Linked DNA regions of Bombyx mori: region 2 is linked to region 1. A link is a contact called in public Hi-C data. All regions are on one chromosome and are shown on one strand. The core of a region is the stretch at or near the end of the contact, and the rest is flanking DNA. Distances in the headings are between cores, read along the strand shown.

The links. Hi-C and Micro-C count contacts between places; a contact is called where the count stands out from the background.
Region 2: a contact with region 1 is called in a Hi-C map of posterior silk gland, with 1.8 times the contacts expected there. The contact joins the enhancer-like site here to the promoter of LOC101742111 in region 1. A contact is called at or near these places in 2 of 7 Hi-C or Micro-C datasets (posterior silk gland and whole pupa).

Annotation. Positions count from the first base shown.
Region 1 is chr16:3,563,431-3,566,201 of ASM3026992v2, reverse strand. LOC101742111 (proteoglycan 4) reads left to right here and starts at 1,443. Exons shown (of 5, transcript XM_038016357.2): 1 at 1,443-2,231. The coding sequence starts at 1,928.
Region 2 is chr16:3,674,607-3,677,377 of ASM3026992v2, reverse strand. LOC101744517 (eukaryotic translation initiation factor 3 subunit A) reads left to right here. Exons shown (of 23, transcript XM_004928885.4): 8 at 545-682; 9 at 2,024-2,228. Among protein-coding and RNA genes, the nearest start is that of LOC101744517, 6.4 kb to the left of the region's middle. Within about 2 kb of position 1,382, at least 4 of the 8 cell types and tissues checked have open chromatin away from gene starts, as enhancers often do.

The sequences.
Region 1 (2,771 bases), core at 194-2,693:
GTGTGAAGCAGTAATGCCACGTACCATCTGGCTATGGAATGAGCTCCCCTCCACGGTGTTTCCAGAGCGCTGTGACATGTCTTTCTTCAAACAAGGCTTGTGGAGAGTATTAGGCGGTAGGCAGTGGCTTGGCTCTGCCCCTGGCATTGCTGAAGTCCATGGGCGACGGTAACCACTCACCATCAGGTGGCCCGTATGCTCGTTTGCCTACAAGGGCAATAAAAAATAAAAATGCGTTTCGGTTTGAAGGGCGGGGCAGTCCTTTTACTTTTAAAAGTGAGAACTTCGAACTCATGTCTCAAGGTGGGTGGCGGCATTTACATTGTAGATATCTGTCGGCTCCAGTAACCACTCAACACGAGGTGAGCCGTGAGCTCGTCCACCAAGCTAATCAATAAATAAAAAAGCTTATTCACATAAAAGTAGGTTTTTTTAATGCTGGTATCTTATCATCCGGCTCAACTAGAACGCTCGAGAAGTATAATGCCATCTATTGTCAGATAACGGAAACGGACATCGAAAGTACTCAACTTGTGAGGAATGTTCTCGACGATTCTAAGGATGCCGTATCGACCATAAAAGCTTTGCAGAGATGGCACGCAGTCAGGAACGTCATCAGGTTTGAGCTCCGTGAGCTCACCTACTAGTTAAGGCGACGCTGATATAGCCTCTCAAGGTTATCAGCTTTAGTAGGAAAAAAAACCACGCAGTCAGTCAGTAATCGGAACTACTCGAAGCGAAACAACGAACGGATCACCTGAAGCGAATTGAGAATTTTAAAGTGTTCTGTCTGTGTTCTAAGTGATAAATACAGTTTTAAGTTGTACTGGGTGGAGCATTTATTTATCCCGAACCCCATCAGTATAATAAAAAGTATCCGCTGTAAGGGAGTCAAGGGAGTCAAATACCACGACGACTTCAAACGACGACAATTTTTTAATGAAATACGTACTCGACAAATGTTCCCGATTGACTTCCACGGTGAAGGAATAACATCGTGTAATAAAAATGAAATCCCCAAATTATAATTTGCATAATTACTGGTGGTAGGACCTCTTGTGAGTCCGCGCGGGTGGGTACCACCACCCTGCCTATTTCTACCGTGAAGCAGTAATGTGTTTCGGTTCGAATGGTGGGACAGCCGTTGTAACTATATTTGAGACCTTAGAACTTATCTCAAGGTAGGTGGCGCATTTACGTTGTGGATGTCTATGGGCTCCAGTAACCACTTAACACTAGGTGGGCTGTGAGCTCATCCACCCATCTAAGCAATAAAAAAAAATATTGAAAAATTGGTACCCGCCTGCGGATTCCGAACATCGTTGCATCGCAGATACGAATAAGATAGATTCTATACGAATGCACCGGACGTGATAACCTTTAGGCCACGACGACTTGCAGAATAGTCTAGTCTATGCATACCTTACATTTTGTCTATGGAGGGTTCTACCCTGTTCCACCATAGTTTTGTCAAATGTCAAATGGATTCAAGATTTCATTTTAATACTAATTATGTTAGCTTTCATAAACCCTGATTATATATAATAAAGTAAACTATAAATAAACGACGCATATTTAATAATATTACATAAAGCAATAATATACCGTTTTTAATTAAATTTTATCCTTTTTAAAATAAATAAGGATGCTAGGTCATCGAAAATAAAATGGCGGAAAAAAATGGCGTCCAGTTCTTTTTAGAACCCTGTCTTTTATATAGGCATCTCTTTTCAATACACTGCAAAGTACATAAGGCTAGGGAGTAGGAGCGCGCACGCGTCGTGATCAATAAGTCCACGTGATCTGTCGTCACTTCGTCGAAACTCGCGTAATTGCAAAATGCAAAATGAGTAGGAAAGAAACGTTTTTGTTACAATGAAATCACAAATATTTTTCCATTGAAAGTTTAAGTGTTGTGTGTTATAAAATGCCAGCGTCAATCGGCGTTAATTTACGCGTGACGGGGCATTGTAGCCAAGGCGGGAGAAAGTACATGGAAGATTTGTTTTCCGTTGCTTATCAACAAACTGAGGATGAGCGGGATTTAGAGTACGCTTTTTTCGGCATTTACGACGGACATGGAGGCAGCGAAGCAGCAGCGTTCGCCAAAGAACACCTAATGGATTCAATTGTAAAACAGCGACAATTCTGGTCGGACAACGACGAGGATGTTCTAAAAGCCATCAGAAATGGTTATATGCTGACCCACTTGAACATGTGGAAAGAGCTAGGTAAACAACTCTTCTTGAAATTTATATGTCTTTCTGTTTAGGTATAGAGCAAAGGTATTATCAGGTGATTGTACAACATATTTGGCTTGACCTTGTTAAAAGTTCTTAGTACCTACTTTTTTTGATGATTTGACATTGAGGCACCAAAATTGTTTCTACCTATTGTTTTGATGGTAATAATGTGATGATGTTGTATGAAATTCCACACTATAAAAACGATAGTAAAAGGTTTGCGTAATTTTGGAAACTCCGTCATTGGTGAAAGCAGTTTATCAAGTTTCGAGGGGATTAATTCAGGTTTCCTCTTACGAAAATATATTTGTGTAAGGTCCATTATTGCTGTAGATAAACATACGAATAGTTTAAATATATTAATTAGAAAGGGGTCCTTTAAGGTTTTTGTATTTTAAAAGTACTTAAATGCTGAAATAAAAAACAAAATAAATTATTATAAGACTGAGTTTCCAATATTAAATAAATAATTAACTAGGAGTCTATAAATGTTTGCATAATTTAATATAAACATATTAGTAGTGCAAT
Region 2 (2,771 bases), core at 133-2,632, 110 kb before region 1:
TTTTGTAATTATTCAAAACTAGAAATAAATGCAGATTTGGAAATATAAATTTTGCTATGTCTGTATGTTTCACTACAGCCTATTAATTATTTAATTTTGAATACTCAGCACTTCCTGGCGATTAACACATTCATATAAATTTAATAAAATACTAGTTAATAACCAAGCCTTGCTCGATATTTTTTTTGATAAATTGTGTTTTTTAGAAATTATATTTAAATACGAATTACATATTGATAAAATGATGAAATATAAATCATATTTTTCGATCTCACCGACAGAATAATAATAAAATATGAACTGGTTATTTAAAGAAAAAATCAAAATTATCGAAAACACAAAAAAACAACAAATTCAAATTCTGAAAATAAATCGTATCTAGATCGATTTATCGCCCCTGAAATCCCCTGTATACAAAATTTTATGGAAATCGTTGGAGTCCTTTCTGATTTTCAGATTATATATAAATTTATATACAAGAATTGCTCGATTAAATATATAAGATGCAAATGTAACTAAAGTATAAAATTATGTTTATTCTTAGATATCGTCCGCCTTAACGTCGTGTCGCTGGCATCGCCTCAACTTCAACAGCTTTATTCTTGGCTTGAAGTGGAATTCGACCCTCTGACCATCTGCCTTAATGTCAAGGGTGTTATCAAATCTTTGCAGGATGAGCCAAGTGAGTACATTGTTTAACCCACACTGATAACTCATTACATTACGCTTAGCTTACTGTCCAACTGACATTAGACTAAAGGCTGGGTAGATGTTAGAAACAGACAATCTTATCTACCTACCTTCTTTTTAATCCGTTTTACTATACACACAGTATTCACTGTTTTTGTTGAACACTGAAGATGCATTATTTTTTACTAAACCTAATAGTGAAATGTGCTATGTGGTTAGTCCTGAACTAAGACCATACATACATATATACAGGTGTATTAAAGTACCTTACCTCTATTAAAGGAAAAATATTAAATATTAAATGATTGGTGAAACAGGTCTTGTTATTAAAAGTATAAGCAATAAAAAATAAAATAAAAGTATAAGAACAAGCAAATAAAATGTGTGTGCGATAAAAACTTTTTATTTTCTATAGCTACATAAATCAAAATTGGACACCTTTAAATAACATTTGGATTTTTTTATAACAAAGACAAGCTTAATATTAATTTTATGTAAACTGTGTGTACTCAAAAAGTGGAAGTCACATTTGAAACTATTCACTTCATTGGAAAAGTTAATGGAGACTTCTTCAAACAAAATATAGATAAATTAGTAATCAAAGATTTTAGGATTATTGTGCCTCTGAAATAAATCCCATTTGTAACCCTTAATGGTTATGCGATGGTAGGCCTCAGAGGTAGATCATATTGTAAGCTTGACGCGACAGAATATACGACACATGTATAGCCTGTGTTAATGTATGCTTGCACATGTTATAATTTACGAGTGAGACGTCGTAACAGCCATAACCCATAGTTTGTAACTATTGCTAATTGTAGATTTGACCCATCTTTTGAAACAACTATACATTCTCTAAAGTGCCAAAAGTTGTTGGTTTCAATGTTCAACTCGACAATATCCTTCGTGAATATACATTCATTTACAAATTAAAAATATTTCTGTGCAAAAGCACAATATTAATAATAATCCCTAATGAAAATCCATCTGTTGGAGCATATCCCATGACGTGAATAAAGATGAAATTAAATTCAATTTAAATGTAAATCAAATATTAAAGACTTATTACAAATGGTTATCATGTGTAATATAATATTTCATTAAAATGTTTTGTTTCTGTTCTCATAAAAACATTTTAATTATGATTCACACAAACAAATATATAATTATGGATATGTATAATACTCTAAAGGCTAGGGATACACATTAAAAATAGCCAGAGTCTTATTAATGTGACCCACTTTAACTCGAGTAATAAATACCTGACTGTATACCAAATAACCGAATCATTGTGTACCTATACAATTATTTTATTTGAATATTGATTTAACAGATTCATCGCTCGCTCAGTACACCAATGCCTTGACGGACGTGGCCCTGGTGAGGCTGATCCGTCAGGTGGCCCAGTGCTACGCGTGCGTGCAGTTCTCCCGGCTGCTGGAGCTGGCGGCCACCGACGACCTGTTCCATCTGGAGCGCTTGCTCGTCGACTGCGTGCGCCACAACGACATGCAGATACGCATCGATCACGCCAACAAGTACGTTGCGAACTTCGTATAAAACTAAAGCATAGACACAGTTTTTTATTGTTATTGCATAGATGGGTGGACGATCTCACAGTCTACCTGGTGTTAAGTGGTTACTGGAGCCCACAGACATCTACAACATAAATGCCGCCACCCACCTTGAGATATGAGTTCTAAGGTCTCAGTATAGTTACAACAGCTGCCCTATCTTTAAAACAATGGTGGTAACTATCCGTGCGAACTCAGAAGAGGTCCTACCACCAATAATTACGCAAATTTTGCTGTGACTATTACTAAAACTGTGCTATTCATCATTCATCTAATTTATTGCCCATAAATTAAGAATAATTTTGAAATTTTATCAGTATCCCTAAACATAGACAACCTTTTTTTTTTCAAATAAATTTAAGTAATTTTTATTTATTGTAACGAAAGCTATTATAATAAATTTACGATACGTCTATCTCGCGTACCATAAGTAGATATGAAAGAGCTTTTCTGTCAGCTTTCATTATAGTAATAACTACTTCCATTTCATTTTTCACTTAAACTTAG